Linked DNA regions of Mus musculus: all the other regions are linked to region 1. Evidence: chromatin contacts called from public HiChIP or PLAC-seq, Micro-C and promoter capture Hi-C data. All regions are on one chromosome and are shown on one strand. Each heading gives the region's core, a stretch centred on a gene start, on an enhancer-like site or on the middle of the called end of the contact. The rest is flanking DNA. Distances are from core to core; before and after follow the strand shown.

Region 1 (2,956 bases), core at 267-2,766:
CATCAGATTAACAGCTGAGACCTGGGAGGCAGCCCCGCTCCCTCACACCAGCTTCTGCATCTGGGGAAAACCAGAAAAAAGAGCCCATCCACCTCATTAGACCGCCTCCTTTTTCCTTTCCCACTCACTATCTCTGTCAGCAACACTCAGAGTCCAAAGGTCTTGAGATATCTCTGAGACGCCAGGGAGAGAAGACAGGAAACCGGGCACCCTCTCTCTGAGGTCCAGCCTGAGATAAATTCCTCCCACTGTGACCTGTCAGCTTCGGTTCCCTCTTAGGTCTTAACAGAGGAGCCGTGAGGACCGATCCTATAGTCAAAGGGGGTCTCAAATAAATGTTCAGAGATGTCCTGAGGCTTGCTCGAGGTGGAGATCGACAGTAAGCTGCGACCTTCCTTCCTGCACGTCTTTGTCCTTGACACATCAAATATCAAACTGGGAGGAGGGGAAGGGAAGAGACAGGGAGAAAACCAAGAAAGGTCAGTTGCCAAATGGGACATCCATGTAGCCTCCTCAACCACTGGCTGACTCAGGGTTAAGCGGTCTACTTCTCGAAGAGAATAAAGTTAAAGCCAGCTTTACCTGTTGACCTGAAGACAGATCCTTGCGTTATCGTGGAAATTTCCACTATAATTTCAGATTCCACACAAATAATATTCCCGGCAAAATCAGCTTCCAATGGGCGGGTATCCTAAGTGTCTTAGGAGTTTTCATTTTGCTTTCCTTTGAGCTCTTAAAGAGGGGTCTAGAAATCATTAATTTCCCTGCCTTTTCATCTTAGACTACCTAGCGGCTCAGATCGGAGCTCTGCGCGCCTAAAATCAGGAAGGGACAATGGCACTTTGCCATTTTGGCACTAGCCTCGTGTCCCAGGCAGCAGCCTAGCCAGGCACCTTCTACCCCCCACCCCAACCCCCGGCTGTGAGCAGCAGCCAAGCCTATGTTTCCTATGACACAACCCCTCTCCGCAGACTCTAGGAGCTCCAGAGGGACCCCATTTAGATAACCAGGCTCCAGATAAGCTTGCCGGGTAATTATCCAGCTTGTGCCCTGTATCACGCCAGCTGAGTGGCTGTGAAGGGAACAGGGGACAAGGCCAGCAATCCCACATGATGCCTGAAATTGTACTCCGTGTAGAGGCAAGAAATCCTTCCCTCTGATCCGTTAAGGTTCCGTAACGAGTCTCGGGAAGGAACTAATAACATACCCATCAGCAGGAGACGCGCCTATTTACTACCCGACTGGCCATCACACATTCACTATCGGGTAACAGTCTGGTGAGAGTTAGAGGCAATGAAGATACAGTTTTAGAGATTAAGTAAGTTATTTTCAGAGTAGATAAATGACCAACCACCACCACCACCACCACCACCCCAAAAAAAATGAGGCTGGGACAAACTTTATCTGGCCTTTGGCTGTAACGTTAGCTCTAATCTCCTTCCGGTTACGTGCTTCCATCACTTCCGGTAGGCGGGGTGTCTGAGGAAAGATTCAAACTAAGTTTTGTGGATAACTGGGAATTGTAAAAAGAAGCGGAAATCAGAGGAAGCCTTGCAGTGTGTGAGCTGTACCCCAGGTGATCCCACTGATATCAGGACATCTCTGTACATTTTTCCGGTACCACATCTCTCAGGGGTATCACAGACTCCGTCCATCTATGCAACCCAATTCTAAGGACATCCTGGGTCTGTAAAATTCCCTTCTATCTCCATCAACAATTTTAGAACGTCCTCACACCTTTCTGATACACTCCTAAAGGATTTTCAAAATGATCTGTTGACAGCTTCAAAAAGCAACGGAGTGAAAGATAGTTCGTGGAAGTGGAGGGAGAGTCTATTGTGTAAGTTGTCACCTCAGTATTATTACATCCAGGGCAAACATTTGTTTAGAATTCTAATTTCTATTCCAGTACAATCGCCTCTATGGAAATGGAGACTAATCTAAAGAATAACTAAGTCAGTTACTGCTTTGTAAAGATAGCATATGGTACTTAAATTGAACCAAGAAAGCAGGAGGCACGACACCAAAGGCTTCCCAGCTCTTTGTAGCGTAGTAAGAACTGTATTTCACATCACACCCAAGTAGACACGCACATGAATGTGCAGCTCAAAATTTTGATGAAACCCAATCACTTTTACTATTTTCTATACAAGTGTTCTCTTTATTTATTGAAACTTACTATATTGACTTGATGACCCACTAAGAACTTGAGGATTTAAGGTTGGTTAGTTTCAAAATCCCTTTTTTATATCTATCAAAAAAGGAAATACAAAAACCCACAAACCTAAGGCTGGAAAGGTGGCGTTCAGAGATTAAGAGCACTTGCTGCTCCTGTAGAGAACCTGGATTCAGTTCCCAGCACCCACATGGCTGCTCACAACTGTCTGTAACTCCAGTTCCAGGAGATCCAAAACCCCTATCTGGCCGCCACAGGCACACATACATGCATGCAGGAAAGCACCTAAAATTACATAAAATAAAACTTAGTCTATAACATTCTCTCTAGTATCTAATAATGGCTATCACTAAAGCATAAACACAATGTATCAGAAATGTATAGTACAAGTTTAGCAAAAGAGTTCTTGCCAGGACCTTCCAAAAAAGAAAGGAAAAGGGGGTGGGGGATGCAGGGTGGAAAGGAAGGAGGGGGAAACATGAATGAAGGCAAGAGAAAGTGAAAAGAAGAAAAACATGAGGAAAAGAGGGGATGTTCTAACTCTAGGAACTAACCAGATTCACTTAAACCCAGTAGGTTCTCCCTTGAGCATTACAAAGGACCTTTTGTTTCAGTAAGGTTGGAGCTAGGAGGCTAGGATGGATGAAGTAGGTTAGTGAAGCATTCTAAGGATTAAACGGTGGCTTTGTAAGTTGTAATTACTACCATGTGTGAATTTCATTAAGTAAAAATGTGGCAGGTCAATGGAGCTCTAACATTAGCAACATGTGCACTGTCCCC
Region 2 (2,956 bases), core at 282-2,781, 400 kb before region 1:
AATCAACAAATTGATTTCCAGAATGGTTATATAGATTTGCACTCCCACCAGCAGTGGAGGAGTGTTCCCCTTGCTCCAGTCCTTGCCAGCATGTGCTGTCGCTTGAGTTTTTTATCTTAGCCCTTCTGGTTTGTGTAAAGTGGGAATCTCGGGATTGTTTTGATTTGCATTTCTCTCATAACTAAGGATGTTGAGGCATTTCTTTAAGTGCTTTTTTGGTCATTTGAGTTTCCTGTGTTGAGAATTCTCTGTTTAGCTCTGTACCCCGTTTTTAACTGGGTTATTTGGTTTGCTGGAGTCTAACTTCTTGAGTTCTTTATAGATTTTGCATATTAGCCCTCAGAACCCTTAGTAGAGGGATAAAGACACTAACCTACCCACAAAACTTTTGGCCCAAAATTTGTCCTGTCTAAAGAAATGCAGGAACAAAGATGGAGCAGAGACTGAAAGAATGACCAACCAATAATCAACCCAACTTGAAACCCAGCCCATTGGCAAGAACCAATCCCTAACATTATTAATGGTACTCTGTTATGGTTGTAGAAAGGAGCCTAGTATAACTGTCCTGTGAGAGGCTCCACCCAGCAGCTGACTAAAACAGATGCAGATATCTACAGCCAAGCATTGGAAAGAGGTAGGGGACTTTTTTGGAAGAGTTGATGAAAGATTGAAGAGGATGGAATCCCCACAGGAGGGCCAACAAAGTCAACTAACCTGGACCTCTGGGAGCTCTCAGAGACTGAACCACCAACCAAAGAACATATACTGGCAAGACCAAGGGGTGGGGGGGGGTGTCAGCCATTTTTTGAAATGGTGACCTCAGACAAAGGCACACAGGCCTTCTTATAGGGAACCAGGGGAACACTCCAAAAGGATTAGGTAATCTAAATTTTCATTGCTGGGTGCTAGGGAGTCCCAGGTGGTCAGCAGTCTGCATTCCTGTGTCATGAATGTTTAACCATAGGATAAGATAGGGCTGCCCAGCCCAGACAGCCCATTCTGAGATAAGATATTTCCCCATTTTTGTGATTGTCCCCAGGCTGTTCTTTGGGAGGTGGTTTTATGTCCTTGTTTCTGGATTTTATGGTCTGTTCCTGGAGCTGGTGCCTTATGGCTTTCTTTTCAAAATCAGGCCTGGCCCTTAAATGGACACAAGTGGGGTTTATGTTGTCCTTTCAAAATAGAAAAGGTAAAAAAGAAAGGAAAAAAATTCTCAGTGCAATTACAGTGAAGAGTCTCATTTTCTCTGAAACCATAAAATACAAACCATGTTGCTTTGCACACCTTGTTTGGTTTTATAAATCTGGACAAGAAAAACAATTCTCTACTCAACTCTCATTAAAGTAACCTTTGTTATTTGTTTGCCAGAGAGAGAGAGAGAGAGAGAGAGAGAGAGAGAGAGAGAGAGAGAGAGAGAGAGAGAGAGAGAGAGAGAGAAAGAGAAAGAAAAGAAAAGAGAAGAAAAAAAAAAAAAACCCATGAGCTGCAAGCCATATATGGAGAAGTCCGGTGTAAGTTTCGTGACGTCATGTTCTGCTCTCAGGCTCCTCAAGCTGAAGTAGGCTGTGCTTTGTAAAGCTGGTCATAAAAAAAAAACCCAGCATGCTGAAGATGGAGCTCAGAGGCAGAGCACTTGTCTAGCATAAACAACCCTGGGTTAATCCGAGCTCCAACAGGGAAACAGTCTGCAGACTGAGAGAACCGAGCATTCTATCAGAACCCCGCAGCTCTGGATTCTAGGTCCAGCAGCAACCAGAGAGACCATGCAGGTCATCCTTGCTGTGATAGTCTGGATGGCTTCGTCTGTGTCTAGTTCTTCATTTACAGCAAGCACTTTGCCAGATATAACAAACGAGGACTTCATTAAAGAATGTGTTCAAGTTCACAACCAGCTTCGGTCAAAAGTGAGTCCACCAGCCCGGAATATGCTGTACATGGTGAGTTCACTAGCAAGGGCTTGTCGCCCATGTCAATCAGAAGCAGCTTGCCTGCATTAATTTGGGTGTGACTTCTGGGTAACCCTGAGTGGTTTTCTTATTTGCTTTCTTTTTTTTCCTTGTAATGAATGTGTGCAGTAAACTCAGCTTGCAATCAGAGTCGACCGTTACCTTCCCCGACTGTCTTGAGCAATACCACTGGCATGATTCAGTTCTTTCTGCACACTTCCTTTCCGCAGCCATGAGCAACAGACTTCTTTGTTGTCATGGTTTTTCCTGTTAATATTTGTGAGGTTTCTTTTTTGTGTCTTAAGGGTTCTTTTTTTTTTCATTATATATGCTGTGTAAAATAATGGTCTTTCATTATGATAATTCAGTGTGCTTAGGCTACACTCATTCCGTTGGCCTCTTGGCCCTCTTCCTCTGATCGCTTTCCCCTGCTACGTTTCTGTGGTCTTCGGTTGTTTTCCTCTACACTTCACATATAAGAGGTCATGATGCTTTTCCGCCTGCGTCTGCTTTATGCTACTTAGTGTGATGATCTCCAATCCCATCTGTTTCCCTGCAAATGTCATAATTTTGTTCTTGGCGACTCAACAATACCATTCAGTTTGTCTATATAGACATATCTGTACACAAGCTATTTTCCTTACTCTTTCATCTTTTGGGGAACCACTGGGTGTAATCCATAGCTTGGAGGTTGTGAGTAGTGCCACAAAAAAAAAAAAAAAAAAAAAAAAAACATGGATATGCAAATACTCAAGACGTGCTGACTTCCATCCCTGTAGAGACAAGCCCAAACATGCCGTAGCTGAATCACACGCTAGTCTTATGTTTATAGTTTGTGGTGATACTGATTTCCATAGTGGCTGAGCTAATTTACAGACCTATCAGCAGCATGTAAGGCTTTTTCTCCACCCACATACCAGGGGACTTACCAGTCAGATTTCCCTAATGGCTAAGGATGTTGAGCTATGCTTCTCTGAAGGACCGTGTTCAACCCATCTGTTGGTTGTTGG
Region 3 (2,956 bases), core at 144-2,643, 380 kb before region 1:
ACAACAAAAAAAATCACTGTAAATTTAGATCGATGAGCAATCTCAACTATTAGAGTTGTGCTGGCCCAGTTTCCCCTCCATGGTTGACTATACCCTCACGCTTTGAACGTAAACAAACCTTTCCTAAAACAGAAAAAAACCTGGCACAGCTCCTTCCGGTAGCATTAGCATAACTTGAAGATACCCTGCAATTGAGTTTCCAATCCTAAATTCCTACAGAGACCCTGAGGCATTACCAGAAGACATGCACAAAGGTGCTTACAAGAGCAAGCTGAAGGCAGAGCTCAAATGTCCGCCAACGACGGAATTTAAATATTACACAGCATCGTAAAGAATCAGAAGCTAAAGACACAGACAACATACATAGAGTACACAGCTCCATTCATTCTCCTATGATTCAAAAGGAGACAAAAATCGAAGCGTTTTGTTAAAAATCATAATAGCTGTAGATAGGTGACAGAAAGCTCGAACGAATTACTCCGGGTACCAGAAAGGAAGCTATATAGCATCTGTGATTGGCACATGGATAACTTGAGGAAGATGGTCTACTCATCCTGTCAATTCCTCAAGCGTTGGTTTGAAGCTTTTACCGGTGTCTATAGTCCCTGCCGTATTTTACGTACTTAGTTTTTAAAAGAAAAAAATTTTTCTTTTTAAATTGAAGGTAGGTAAAAACCAAACTCTCATCAAAACGGAAAGAAGCAATCAAACTAGAGCAGCCAAAAATCAAACTAGGGGTTAGAGCTAAAGACTGAGAGCTGTGTCATTTAGCAACTTAATAATCAGATAAAAGTTCTGACAAAACTTCCCATTGAGCTCCGTCCCCACCTTTCCCCGTCCGCCTCCCTCATCACCATCGGCGCTCGCAGGACACGAAGATTCTCCCACCTGATCCTGATCCGCATCCTCTCAACCTCCCCTCCCCAAAGCTCAAGGCAGAACTGCCGCGCCTTCCACAATCTCTGAGTCCTCACACTTTTACCGGGGACAGAAGGCGCATCGGGTACACTTGCCAGGGACGGTCGCTGGCAAAAACACTGCGTTAGCTGCACGTGGCCGGCGCAGCCATCAACACCCGCAACCCTCGGCTACCCCGGCTACCGCAGGCACTGCACAGCCTAAAAGAGGCTCAACCCAAGTGCGCGGCCAAAGAAAGAGACAAAGATGCTTCGAGATCCGCCAGCTCCGGGCTTCGGGTCTCGCACTGCCTCACCTTGGGTCTCACGCTTCTGTTTCTGCGGCTGAGAGTCACGTTTTTGAGCTTCTTTGGCAGGCGCCTCCGCAGAAGTTGCCATCGCAAAACTGCTTCCGGCGGCCCCGGAAGTGGAACTGTTCTTTAAGATCCCGCCGGCTACAATGTGTAAAAGGCAAAACGAGTTCCGGATAATCCCTATGAGACCTGCGTGGTCTCTGCTCTGACGAACAGGAAGCCGATGGGGCGGGGACGGGGGGGAGCGTGACACTTCCTTCCCAGGATGCATTGCAACCTCGGTGTTGCACGCTGGGAATGGTAGTTTTCTTGTATCAAGCTCTAAATTGTAGCTACTTGTATAGCCCTGTGGGAACTTCTTTTTTGAGAGGGGAAGGGAAGGAAAGGGAGAGAAAGGGAGCGAAGGAGAGGAGAGAGAAGAGAGGTGGGTGAGGGTGAGGGAGAGAAGGGAGGGGAAATTATTAAAATTCTTATTTGAGGGGGATTAGAAATCTAATGAAAATGGCGAATTGTATCAAAAATCTACCCAAACTTTGCTACCACTCTTTAGCCCATTTGAAAACCTACCATGAGTTTTGCATTTTAAATCTCTCAACTTCCAGATTGGTTTTAAAAGACTTTTCTGTTCTATTTTTATTTATTTGTTTGCTTGCTTGTTTTGTTTATTTTGGGTTTATGAATCGAGGCCACTGTGTATCCTTCACTAGCCTGGAACATGCTATGTAGACCTGGCTGGCCTCAACGTCATAGTGATCTTCCTGCTTATGACTCCAGAATCTGGGATTAAAGGTGTGTACCACCACACCGGTCTTCAGCATTCAAATGTTTGGGGTTTTTTGGTGGGGGCTGGAGGGAGCTATTACCAAAACTTTATTGTTTATTATTCTTACATCATAGCTTTAAAAGGCTTAGAATATAGTCAGTAAAAACAGCAAAAAAATATTAGCACAAAAATATATTCACTAAATTAGATGCTAAGATGTGAAGAGATGTAACCAGGGTCTGAAAACACACTAGGACCTCTCCTTCTGGACCATGCTCTCCCCAACCTCCAGGAAATATTTAATAAGCACATGGGTCAATAAGCCAGATAAAGGAAAGAGGAGTACCCGCATATGCCTAGTAAAACTGAGAACAATACTTCAGGTGCTTAGATCGGTGGTTTTCAACCTGTGGATTGTGACTCCTTAGAGGGTCAAACTACCTTTCACAGGGGTCGTCTAAGACCATCAGAACGCACATGTATATAGACATTATAATTCATAACAGTAGCAAAGTTGGACGTAATAACGAAATGATTTTGTGGTTCAGGGATCACAGAAACATGCAGAACTATACTGAAGAGTTGCAGCATTAGGAAGGTTGGTAACCACTGGATTCGACTATGTTTTGAACAAATTTTAAGGGAAATTCTCTGTATGCAAACTGATGCCTCATAATGGTGCACCCATTCCAGTCTCTTTGAGAATCAAATGTAGTTAGTATTATGTTTGAATGGTTATGAGCTTCGAGCTTCTTTCAAAGAGTGCTTTTCACACATGGGTGTGTGGGTCTGGGTTCCTTTCACTGGAAAGAGGCTGTTGGCCTCACTTCAACTTCTTCCAAGCCCTTGTTATTTTTTTTAAGTTGACAGCATAATAGTATTTCAATAAATACTAAAAAGTCTTCTAAAATCAAGATGAGAAGATGGGAAATTCAACACAACTATCAGGTTGGGGGGCACCCACATGTTCTGAATAAATTTCA
Region 4 (2,956 bases), core at 301-2,800, 330 kb before region 1:
TATCAGTTAGGAAGAGCTAACTGTTGGTTAGGGACAGGACTTTGTGCCCACTTGCCCGTCTCAGTGCCGGGATTTTGTCTGGTTTGAACCATGGGTCTTTGCACGATGCCACCATTTCTGTGAGTTCATATGGGCATTAGTGCTTGTTGCATCTGAAAGACACTGCTTCCATGGAATCTTCCACCCCCTCTGGCTCTTACGATCTCTCTGTCTCATCTGTGGCATACATCTTTGAGCCTTGAGCGCTCTCATCCCTTCTTACTGTCTTTTGCTTTAACACTAGCTCCCAAGACTTGTGAGAAGCTACAATCTATTTCTTCTCATCTATTCCGTGTTTCAGCTCAGTGAGACTGTTAGGTAAAGGCCCCCATGCTGTCAGGAACTCACATTCTAAGTGTTATCTTAACACACATGACGAACAGGGTCAGCATCCTTGCAGAAAGGGCATGAACAAGCGATGGGAAGGCATTTAAAGATACCCAGTCGAAAAACGTGAAATTTTCCCCGCTAGGGGGCAGTGCTCGAAAGAATAACAGTCTTTACACTTGCAGTTAGGCGGGACAGAGAACAATGACCTCCTTGTTATTTCCTACCCCACATGCCGAGCACATAAAGATTTTATTTCTTTGGAGAAAAGAGGGGCAAAAGACATTTTCTCTGACTTGAGGCAGAATTCACTGACGGTGCTTTCTTCGCTTGCTAAGCTCAGAGCAAGAGATGCTGGTAGCACTTAATATTCAGAATCACTAAAGCATACATTAAAGAAAGTGTGCCTATAAAAACGAAATCTTTCTGTAGTAAACTTTTAAGGAGAAGGTATTTGTCAAATTAATGACGACGGATCAGGAAAAAACTGGTTGCTCTGGTTTGAAAAATCACTAAAATTTGCTACGGTGAATAACTTACTTAATAAATAACCTTTTTTCCTCCCTTTGTGTGCGTAACAGTCACACATGCTGTATCGTTCAGAAACAAAGGCATTATCTATGCAATAAAATGAAGGAGTTAAATGTTGCTCTTTGAAGAAGGAAAGGAATATTGGATGAAGTGGTTCAAGGTGTTACTGAAGATAGAGTGTAAAGACTATGAGCGCATTGTATACCTGCTTCAGTCTCCAACGGGAACAGCATGAATTCCACCAAAGTGGAGACATTGTTTCTTTAAACCCTAATTACAGCCCACAGACCAGGGAGCAGGAGGGATTAGTTGAGCATTCCTGCCTTTCATGGGAAACCAGAGAGGGTAGGCGAGAAAAAGATCACAGAAAGAGTTTTCCCAAGAATGCCAGATTCAAACCTCCTCACTTTTTGGAAAGCCAACCAACGGACTTCAATAACCATCATGGAGGTGTCCAGGACAGGAACGCACTGGAGAAGCTAGCACAGCACTGGGTGCTATAGAGTGCTGTAAACCTTGATCTTTAGCTCATCTTAATAATAAGCAGCATGGGGATACATCGAATGGGGAAGCCAGTCCAAAGGAAGGATGTGTCTTCTACCCCAACTCAGTAAAACAGGTCCCCTTGCTAAAAAAAAAAAAAAGCATGCTAATTGGGAAGTCCCGGCCTTACTATCAACTCCCCTAGTCAGAGGGTAACATCAGAGGGGAGAAGTTGTTGTGATTCCTACCCACTCACTTCTGCCTTTGTCCTGGAAGGACAGAGTAGGAAGCAAGCCTACTGCAAACAAACAAACAAACAAACAAGCAAACAAGCATATAAATGTTTCATAGAAGATCAAACTTTGTCTTCCCAGCCATCCGTAGCTGTGTGACCCTGCATGGCCCTGCCCAGGACTGTCATGTGGCACACACAGTTCTTTTTGCAGAAGGAGATAACAGATACGCTCACATCACAGGATCAATGGGCAGGAAATAAGGGCAGAGGCAACTCAGCCGCTCTTCACAGAGCTTCTTCTGTTATGAGTCCCTCATGATCTCACAGGCTTGACTGACTTCAAAGGAGTAGGCTGTCATGGGGACTATGTAAAAACTTAGTCAAAGATACTAGAGATCCAACTATTCATGTTCTCAAGGGTCTTAAACTTTTCAAACCTTCAGTTTTTGTTCAGCACTTAAAAAAAAAAAAAGAGGAACTTTTCCCCATTTCAGGAGTGTACAAGCTGCAGTTGTAAAATATATGACTGCATGAGACCATAGTGACCTTTCTAGAACCCCTCCCAATCTTCTACACCCCCATCCCCACCCTGAGCAGCTAAGAAAATAGCACTCCCTGCCCCTGCTGAGAACTACAAATACAAGATTAAGATCAGGCATAAAGATGAAGTGACTTTAAAAACCAGTGTGTTATCCAGTGAGAGCGGCTTATTAAAGAATTCTAAACTGTATAGCTGTTCATAAATATACTCCCAAGAAATATTGAAGCTCTGACACCAAAAGTAATAAAACTACGTACACAAATACTATTCATTATGTGTAGTCACAGAGCAACCAGCTTATTTCTGGTCTTATCAGCGTCAACGTGGCAATAAAGTGTCTCCTTGTACTTCTGACTTCCTTATTAAAATGCACTAAATTTGTTTTTTTTATACATAGGGAGATAAGGTTATTAATTACACAAGCTCCTTATCAGCAAAATGTAAAATAGCAGGAGACACTAAGAAGGAAAAGAAACATTGAGAGGAAAGAAATTTAGGGTACAAGAAACCTTACAGGGTGAATGTGGAAGCCATATATATGAGACTTAATTTTTTCAATTAAAACATTTCATTGGCAAGTATTTGTAATTGGAAGAAAAACAATAAAAAGGCAATTAATGAAAAAGAATATACACATGTACGTGTGTGATTTACTGATTAACGTTAAAAGCATAAATTGTTGTCTCCCAGTGCTAAGACCTTTACAAATCTTAAGAGATACGCTCGCTCAGCAGGACTGTGCAGCAGAGTCCGTAGAGGCAGAGGAGAGGTGAGCTCAGAGGCCACTGCATATTCCTGGC

What was found. A called contact is a pair of places that touch in the nucleus more often than the background predicts. HiChIP or PLAC-seq counts read pairs in DNA pulled down with a chosen protein or histone mark. Capture Hi-C pulls out chosen DNA fragments and counts their contacts.
Region 2: an H3K27ac HiChIP or PLAC-seq map of extraembryonic endoderm stem cells shows a contact between it and region 1. The contact joins the promoter of Glipr1 here to the promoter of 4933440J02Rik in region 1. A contact is called at or near these places in 3 of 115 datasets of contacts at active chromatin or transcription factors (effector CD8 T cells, extraembryonic endoderm stem cells and pancreatic cancer cells).
Region 3: a contact with region 1 is called in a promoter capture Hi-C map of adipose tissue. The contact joins the promoter of Krr1 here to the promoter of 4933440J02Rik in region 1. A contact is called at or near these places in 10 of 39 promoter capture datasets (the 3T3-L1 cell line, the C10 cell line, the HPC-7 cell line and 7 more), 5 of 115 datasets of contacts at active chromatin or transcription factors (bone marrow-derived macrophages, effector CD8 T cells, embryonic stem cells and 2 more) and 2 of 9 other capture datasets (adipose tissue and embryonic stem cells).
Region 4: a contact with region 1 is called in a Micro-C map of the G1E-ER4 cell line, with 7 times the contacts expected there. The contact joins the enhancer-like site here to the promoter of 4933440J02Rik in region 1. A contact is called at or near these places in 2 of 15 datasets of contacts at CTCF or cohesin (the NIH/3T3 cell line and pro-B cells), 18 of 484 Hi-C or Micro-C datasets (the C2C12 cell line, the G1E-ER4 cell line, bone marrow-derived macrophages and 10 more), 12 of 115 datasets of contacts at active chromatin or transcription factors (cardiomyocytes, embryonic basal ganglia, embryonic forebrain and 8 more) and 1 of 9 other capture datasets (embryonic stem cells).

What each region holds. Positions count from the first base shown.
Region 1 is chr10:111,592,833-111,595,788 of GRCm38.p6, reverse strand. 4933440J02Rik (RIKEN cDNA 4933440J02 gene) reads left to right here and starts at 1,516. Exons shown (of 4, transcript NR_045344.1): 1 at 1,516-1,685; 2 at 1,784-1,840. All of the region lies in intron 2 of Gm30262 (a long non-coding RNA gene), which reads right to left.
Region 2 is chr10:111,995,839-111,998,794 of GRCm38.p6, reverse strand. It overlaps Glipr1 (GLI pathogenesis-related 1 (glioma)), which reads left to right and starts at 1,531. Exons shown (of 6, transcript NM_028608.3): 1 at 1,531-1,937. The coding sequence starts at 1,764.
Region 3 is chr10:111,971,132-111,974,087 of GRCm38.p6, reverse strand. It overlaps Krr1 (KRR1, small subunit (SSU) processome component, homolog (yeast)), which reads right to left and starts at 1,393. Exons shown (of 10, transcript NM_178610.4): 1 at 1,214-1,393. The coding sequence starts at 1,295.
Region 4 is chr10:111,923,240-111,926,195 of GRCm38.p6, reverse strand. No RefSeq gene overlaps it. Among named protein-coding and RNA genes, the nearest start is that of Krr1, 48 kb to the left of the region's middle. Within about 2 kb of position 1,550, at least 60 of the 459 cell types and tissues checked have an H3K27ac peak or open chromatin away from gene starts, as enhancers often do. A contact at or near this core is called in the G1E-ER4 cell line, the NIH/3T3 cell line, embryonic forebrain and 2 more, where this site is marked.